Linked DNA regions of Gossypium hirsutum: region 2 is linked to region 1. Evidence: chromatin contacts called from public Hi-C data. All regions are on one chromosome and are shown on one strand. The core of a region is the stretch at or near the end of the contact, and the rest is flanking DNA. Distances in the headings are between cores, read along the strand shown. Region 1 holds the start of LOC107952821 (kanadaptin). Region 2 holds the start of LOC107955680 (olee1-like protein).

What was found. A called contact is a pair of places that touch in the nucleus more often than the background predicts.
Region 2: a Hi-C map of leaf shows a contact between it and region 1, with 4 times the contacts expected there. The contact joins the promoter of LOC107955680 here to the promoter of LOC107952821 in region 1. A contact is called at or near these places in 3 of 34 Hi-C or Micro-C datasets (all in leaf).

The regions. Positions count from the first base shown.
Region 1 is chrA07:82,239,303-82,243,642 of Gossypium_hirsutum_v2.1, forward strand. It overlaps LOC107952821 (kanadaptin), which reads left to right and starts at 1,877. Exons shown (of 12, transcript XM_041116928.1): 1 at 1,877-2,437; 2 at 2,525-2,610; 3 at 3,431-3,502; 4 at 3,720-3,775; 5 at 4,208-4,256. The coding sequence starts at 2,410.
Region 2 is chrA07:82,544,007-82,548,390 of Gossypium_hirsutum_v2.1, forward strand. It overlaps LOC107955680 (olee1-like protein), which reads right to left and starts at 1,816. Exons shown (of 2, transcript XM_016891486.2): 1 at 1,410-1,816; 2 at 624-1,323. The coding sequence starts at 1,578. The coding sequence ends at 812. LOC107955679 (AUGMIN subunit 5) reads right to left here. Exons shown (of 11, transcript XM_016891485.2): 9 at 4,134-4,329; 10 at 3,632-3,764; 11 at 2,194-2,542. The coding sequence ends at 2,414.

The DNA.
Region 1 (4,340 bases), core at 627-3,126:
AATTATACTAAGAATGTTATTAAATTATATATTATTTTATTAAATTATATTTAATAATAATTATGTTAAAATATGATTAAATTATTTATTTTTATTTTTATTAAAATTTAATAACAATAATCATTTACCTACAAAAATTCTGTTAAGGGTACTTTGGTCATTTAAGCCTTTTTCCTTATACTATTACAACATCTATTCCATTCAACCAAACACAAGAATTCTATTACAGCTCTATTCCATTCCATTCAACTAAACAGTTGAATTACTGATTACAGCTCTATTCCATTACAGCTCTATTAAATTACAACCCTATTCTATTACAGTGAACCAAACGTATCTTAGGGTTTAAGAGGAAGTAAAAGTTTGGGAGATTTGGGGAAAGTAAAATTTGTTAGGGGAAAGTAAAAGTTTTGAAGGAAAAATAAAGGGAAAAAGTTCTTGGGATTTGAAGGGAAGTAAATTTTTTTTTGAGGAAACTAAAAGGGTTTGCGGGGGGACTTGATTCGAACTCAAAAATAATAAAAATTTAAATTGATTCGATTAACTCGATTAATTTGATTTGAATAGTTCGAAATTTAATTTTTTTTTAAATTTTTTCGAGTTGAATCAAAATTTACTCACCCCTAATTGAATATGTAAAATGAGATAAATATAATTAATATAGATTTATATAATGTGTTTGAGATTGAACTTAATGATTATAATTTCAACTAATGAAATTAAAAAGTTTATACTAATCAATTGAGTCTCAACTCGATTGATATTGACATTGTTACTAGTGTAGGAGGACATGAGTCCGAGTGTGTTGAAGCGCATTATCTTCCTATTTAAGGGTTAGGATGGGAGGGGCTATAAATAATTTTAAGCATTGTATCAAAATAAAATATTATAAGAAACTATAATTTTCGTCACAAAAACAAAACACATTTTATTGTTGAACAAATAGTTGCAGTCCTATCTAAAATAGTTGCATAAAACATATATACTGAACTCATGTATTTATTTAATATTTGCATATATACATTTGGTAGCAAGTTTCTAATCATATATGCAAGTCTATTTTTATGTTTAATTATTGTTTTCCATTATTTCAATAATATTATATACTATTTTATATTTTTATTTTTAATAATTGAAGGAGGGAATAGATATATCTCAACATATTATTCTTATCAAAAGGTAAATTTATATTTTGTAATTTTTATTTTTGCATAATAAATATATATTTCAATATTATGCAAATTTTAATAAAAACTACTTTCTTTTCAATAAAATTAATTAACTATTTTAAAAATATATATCAATAAATAATTTCTCAATTATATTTTCCAATAAATGAGAATACCAATTTCTTACCCACGAAATTTCTCCATGCGTTACACAAGTAAACAATTAGTATAATTATATTATCGAAATCAACTCTCATTTAATTAAAATAATTATTTTACACGTAATTATAAATTCTTCCCTATAAAATTAAAATAATTTAATCTCTATCAATTTTGGAGGTGAGTAATTAAAAATAAGTAATCACTATATTAATATTTTCTATTAATTATACATAATTTTAGTTGATATAATAATAAACTTAATTCATAAAATTTATACATATTATTAATTTAGTTTTATTTTAACAAATTTATCTTACAATAATTAAGGTTAAAATGACAAAATATATAAATATTAAAATTTAAATTTATTTTTATATTAATTAAAATTATGTATAATTAATAAAATATATTAATATTATAATTAATTATTTTTAATTTCTCACTTTTCAACTATAATTAAAATGCGCCAATTTTTGTAGGGGACCAAAAGGACTAGAGGGGTCTTGTTACAAAAAAACAATATCCAGGTCCACCGAAACCGACCCGGTCAGTTATCGTCCTTAATCCTTTGACCCGTAACCCATTTTTAGATCCGCTTAACGTTGCTTGTTGTGCCGCGTCAAGCTTCAAAATTCTGCAACACCTCCCTCCCTCCCTCCCTCCCTCTCTCTCTCTCTCTCTGCAACCATGACTGCCACGATGGGTCCACCGCCTCCCAGGAACCCTAAACCCTCGACCGAACAGGAGTCGATAGCCCAAGAACAATCCGAACCCATAACAGCCAAAACCACGATGGGTCCTCCGCCACCTCTTCCCATAAACCCTAACCCCTCGACCGAACCCGAGTCGATAGCCCAAGAGGAATCCGAACCCATAACAGCCAAAACCACGATGGGTCCTCCGCCACCTCTTCCCATAAACCCTAACCTGCAAAATCCCCTAGACGAAGAAAAACCATCAAAGTCAGAACCAAATTCAACTGAAAAGCCCTTAAATCCAAAGCAATCTTCTGTGCCTTACACAATCCCTCCGTGGAGTGGACCTCCTTGTCACCATTTCTTCCTCGAGGTGCTTAAAGATGGCTGCATCCTCGACCGATTTAAAGTGTAATTGTTTTTACCCTTTTAAGGCTTCTTTTCTTTTTGTTTTTCTTTTTTGGGAATGTTGACAAATTGTGAAATTTGTTTGTATAGGTTTGAGAAGGGAGCTTATATGTTTGGGCGTATTGATCTATGTGATTTTGTGCTTGAGCATCCCACTATTTCGCGGTTTCATGCTGGTAAATCTCTTTTATTTGACAATGTAAACATTTAGTGTCCATGAAGCGAGGAATTCAAATAGCTTAAATTTGGTTGGTGAAGTCGGAAATGTTTGCAGAATAAAATGACTACGAGAGGTTATTTTGTTTGGATTCTAAATGAAGTAGATTCAATTAGCTAGTAAGAAGTTTTATTGTTGTAAACGGAAAATGAGTAGATACCCAAGAAAAGAAGCGAAGGGTTTTCGTTATTAGATTAATTCTCTTTGTTTTGATTATATCATTTAGGTTATGGTTATGTGGAATAACATATTTCAAATTCATTATGGAGGCTATCAACTTTTTCAAAATTTAATATTTTTCATTGGCCAAGAAAGATGTTATCTTGCAGTTTCTCTGAGTTGTTGAAGTCTTCTGGCTGCTGTTTGTAGTTTCTACTTTGTAATAAAACCGTATTCAATTGACTCACATGAATAGCATCTCTGGGTTGTTAATTTGTTATATTCTTGTGAAATGATTAATCCTAATTCTCCGAAATGGCTAACTCTATACCCTCTAGAAGCTTTCTTTGTAATGGGGGCTATGATTGGAGCATTTTCTAATTTCCAATTTACACGTTTGTACAAGAACTGCTCATGACCACCCCACCTGTGACTTATTCTTATAAATCCTTTTTCTCTTCTTTATCCTTGTAATGCTAGCTGTTTCTCTTTTTTTGGTTTTATGCACAAATATTAAATATAAGGATGCTAGGAATAATTACAAAGATAGTCATAGGAATGTGCTAATGCTTTTTTTTCTTTTTATTTTTAATTATTGTTTCTCTTTACTAGTGCTTCAGTTTAGGAGCAGTGGCGAGGCCTATCTTTATGATCTTGGCAGTACACATGGCACTTTTATCAATAAAAGTCAGGTATTGCTGTCCAACTGTATTCTGTTTATTTATTGAGTTGCAGTTTACCGTGCTAAAGTGTTTCAGTTTTTTCTGTTTGGGTTTCTGGTGAGATGTTTGGATGGTCAACTTCCTGCTTCTTAGTAGAAACTTTGTGGAAAAGTTAATGAACTTGCTGCTAGATTATAGTTTATTGTGCTTGTGATATCATGCTGAGCTTCTTTTCCAAATTACTTAGGTGACCAAAAAGACTTATGTGGACTTATGTGTGGGTGATGTCATTCGGTTTGGCCAGTAAGTAGACTTTTGCTTGCCTGTTTTTGTTTCCTCATAATTTATTTGTCCATCTTCCTTTCAATGCATTCATTTCTTAGCTTTTCCTCTGAATTTTTCGTACTCATTTGACTGTTATCCCGATGGATATATGTAATATCAGTCTTAGAGCCAAACTTTGGTTGAGGATTGCTTGTCATTCAGATGTGCATATATCCATCTGCCCCTTGTTCCCGCAAAAGGACTGTCTAGCTTAGCTCCTTTCTGTTGTAATCTCTTTGGTGTAGGTTTTATGTTTAATAGATTGGGTCTCAATTTGCTCTAAATTTCTAAAAGTTTTAGTGCTTCATTGCTCTCACCTTTACTATGTTGCAGTCTTATTTGCTTGTTTACTTTTGGAAGAAAAAAGTTATATCAGATTCTGATTAATTTTTTCTTCTTTTTTATTCGTAGCTCAACTCGTTTGTATATTTTCCAAGGGCCTTCGGAGTTGATGCCACCGGTAAGACTTTTATGCAACCTATTTTGGTTATTGATTCTTTGATTTGATCTTAGTTCAATTTAGGGGCTGAAGTGTTTAACAGAT
Region 2 (4,384 bases), core at 566-3,065, 300 kb after region 1:
ACAAATTTTATAAAGAAATCGCAAATAGAAAGCAAAAGAGAAAAATATTTTTCATGGAGGGTTGTATATCTGTTGGGTGTGAAAAAAGAGGAAATCAACTATCTATTTATACTAGTAACAGAATGATAAAACGATAAAAATAAATAAATAATTTTGTAAAAAAACCCATATATAATAATATTTCCAACAATATCTCATAATTGTTTTCTTCCGTTCATGGAACAACTTGAAGCAATGATTCCAAGGTTTCTATCCAAAAAATAATAATAGAGATATAGAGAAGTGTGGCATGCTTTATGATGAATTAAAATAAGGTATAGTATTTGTTTAATGGTTGATTGGAGTATAAACTAATCGCATGTTTGTTAGTTATAGATTAATTACACTTGGTAATTTTTATTCACTTTCTTTATGGCAAAGAGAGTGAAAACTTTTTGTTTGTTTTGAAGAGGCTTATTTTTATGAGTTTTTACCTATATTTCTAATTGCATGTTTAAATTTGAACTAAATATTCTTTATTTTATGTTCTATTTTAGAAAATATGTGGTAAATAATTTTTTTTGAACTATTTTTGATGTCTATTATTAATACATAAAATTCTGAAATATAAAACTCCCATTACATTATTCAGATCAAGATTCTCCATTGAATGCTTAGACCACATTAACTTCCAACTGGTAGATAAAGGGAATGGGAATAAAGTATTACATGAAAACTAGTGGAATAATATCATAGAGGAGTAGGACAGAAAGTAAAGAAGTGATTTAAATAGCCATTTATACCCATTAATTAATATCAGAGAATTAGTTGTCTAATTCCTTCCAGGAATGGGAGGAAAAGGGAGCCCTGGAAGGGGTGGCAGAGGGGGGAGTTGAGGTAATGGTGGGAGATTGGGAAGCAGTGGGCTTGGCCGTCGTGTTGCAGGGTCTTCAAGTGGAGGTGGAAATATGGGATAGTTTGGTTGCTCAAAGTCCAAGGTGTGTGGGGTGTTGTATTCCTTAGAGTCTGCAACAACACTTGGTTTTCGGTTGCATAGATTTGGCAGTTTCAATGGCTTGAAACTCAGAAACCCAGCTGAGAAAACCTTAGTTCCTTGCTTTGTTGACTTGAGATGGAGTGATGATGATGTTGAAGATGAGGCCACTGCACAGTATGGCTCACTGCTTCTCACAAGTTTCACTGAACATCCCTTGATTTTCTTCACATGTTTGGTAACTGAGAATGGCAAACGAACTTTGAATTCTCCCTGCTCGTTGGTTTTCACAACTTGTCGAAAACTCGGCCTCGATTCCCCATCTTTACATTCCACTGCAACTGATGCACCTGCAGAAACAAAATTTCAACCAAGGAAGCATATTAAAATGTTAGCCTATAACAGATGAAAATCACTAGTAGTGAAAACAGCAGACCTGAAATAAAGTGATGGGCCTTTGAGAAATCTTGTTGGAAACAAATGTCACAGTATACAGTTCCAGAAACAACAGCAGAACGTAGCTTATGTCCATGGCCAGCCTCTGAGAGATTATTGATTGTTAAACTAAGCAGCAGCAGTACTAGGGAAAACCAACTCATTTTCATCCTTCTAATCTCTTCAAATACCTCTTTTTTTGGGGTTCTGATTTAATGCCCTGAACTTTGATAACTTTTATAGTGTAGCCTATCAACCTTCTTAATATCGTTCATGCAAAAACCAGTGAACTGTAAAGTGGAAGCAATGCATTCAGGTTTAATTTCTTCCACCTCCAAAACAGCTCAAAAGGAATGAATGTATGATTTAGAAACTAGTAAAACTTTGATGGCTGGGAATTATAGTTACAGTTTATTGAATTGGTTCCTTTGAATTTGATGATATAAATTCAACAGTTTGGGATAGTTGGACTGGTTCCTGCTTGTTCACGAGCTGCTTACAGCAGCCATAGATATCATGTGCCAATGCCATGAATAATATGAGCTCAGTATTCATGGAATCACATTTCAACCTACTTTTTGCAATTAGGAGACAACAAATCGAATATTTATATTTTTTAAATATTTGAACCGGAATTTGCTTAATCGAATATTATCCAAACCAAAATCAAAATAACTTTAGATATGGAATATCCCAGTGCTTGTATCTTTCAAAAGAAAATCAAAATAATCTACTCAAAATCAAAGAAAAAGATAACCAAAATTAAAATGAAAACTTCTGAATCATAGGTGAAAAGCAAGCTATATTCTAAGCAGAAGATCATTTCACAAATTGGCAAAAATCTCTTTACAACACAAAGAAAGGTAGCTTAAGTTTTTACAGCCATTTCTTCTGGGAAATTCAAACCATACTACTACATTCAAATACAGGGCTTTAGTGTAAAAAAAAAAAAAAAGTGATACCCAACCATCGAACAAAGGAGAATGAATAATAAACAATAACAGTTCACAAAACTTCCTTATCATAAAATGCAAGAAGTTGCTTCACGTGAGAATGCCAGGCTCCAACATTTTGTCTGTCAACTGTGACCCAATCTACAACAGTTGATGCCGGTTGCTCCCACCACTCGTCCAGCTGTACTCACGATGTTCAATCCCAAGGCAAATATAATAAGATGTTGATGTTTCAATAGTCTTAAACTATGTTATATCTAGACTCAAAGATGAGTACCGGATACAAGTATGTGTACAACATATGTTCAATTTTTTTTCCTAAATTTGTTCAATTTTTTTTCCTAAATTTTTCATATATATGGAAGATCATACTCCTATACCCATATCCAGGTCTGTGTCGGACACATGTTTAACACTGGTACTTTAAGCGAAATAGTGGGTTCAAATAACAGACCTTATATATTGACATAAACAAGTTTAATCCCCAACTAGAGATAGCGATATGATGGGGTGGTGTTTTGCTAACCCCTACTCTGGCCATATTTTTATACCTCCCGTCTCCAAACTGATCTTATTAAAAAATTTAATACCCAAGTTTAGGGTTTAGGGTCCCAAACCCAATCCCAAAATACTAAAAATTCCCCTACTCTCAAACCCGACCAAACCCGAAGTATTAAATAATTTTTTATATTATATTACTTTTGCAAGATTAAATAAAATACATATTCTACAATCTTATAAAAATAAAAAATATCTACCTAAAATAAAAAATTAAAAAAGAATTAAAATTCATAAAATCTTATTTCAGTTTAAAAAATCTAACTAAAATATATAAAATTAATTAAAATAAAAAAAGGGTATTTTGGTATCCCACCCAGCCCCAAACCCGATTTTTCAAGAAAAAAGCCCCTATCAGGTCAAATCAGTCAAAACCCGTCAGGTTCGAGTTAATTTGCCATCCCTATCCCCAAACCCCTTTCCCATTCTCACTTCTCTTATCACCAGAAATAAATAAACAAACAAATAGGTCATAGTTGCACCCAGAAACATAGTCTGCAATCAAACAACCAGTCTATCTCAGCAACCAACCTCACTCCAACTCACAGCTCCAGCTCGCACTCTTGCTTACAGAAAAACCAATCATTTCTTTCTTTTACAAGACTAATATTCGAATGGGTTGAATATAAAACAGAAGAAAACAGTGGAATATGCATACACGTAGCAAGAGATCTAATGATATGACCAGCAAAACGATAACACCGTTACTTACCAAACCCCTGACATATTTGCAGTCCTCCAAGCACTTCTGAGCATTCAAATTTGCAGTTTTAAGTTCAGGTAGCCATTTCTCGGTGATAATCTTATCTTGCTCAGCTGCCAAATTCAAACAATAATTTGTTGTCCTGCATCATTTGGCAAGAAAAACCATATCATAATTAATCAAAACGACAAAATGACTAAAATGTAACACAAATTATAATGTAATATGAAAGTAAACCCATATAGTTTGGTACATTTAACCCAAAATTGGATTTTCATTTTTAATTATTTAAAAGTAATTTTTTCTTTTGTATCCAAGTCCACTTTTGTTTTTTTCTTTGAAAAGCAAATGCAACTATAAAAGCAACCATATGATTCCGAAGAAAGAATAGGCAACTCGATTCTAGATGAAGCACTATCTGCTTATACAAATGATCAGAGGGAAAAAAAGATAAACAGATTGCTTTTATATAATTGTAACTTCCAAGTAGGCAGAAACAGTAATTCATTACCTTGCATATTCTTGTTGAGCACGGTAAGCATGGTTCAATAGTGCATGACCACTTTCAACAAGATCCTGTCGAATATGGACCAAATTTATTGCCTTTGCCAATTCCTCCAGGACACTAGCCTCAGAACCACGAAGCTTCAAACAGAACTCCAGAGACTCTAACACTGATGCCAAACCAGCATCCGAACCCTCCAAACCTAACCATAAAATGTCATTAGATTGAAAACAATTCTTACTGAAAGAAAGAAATTT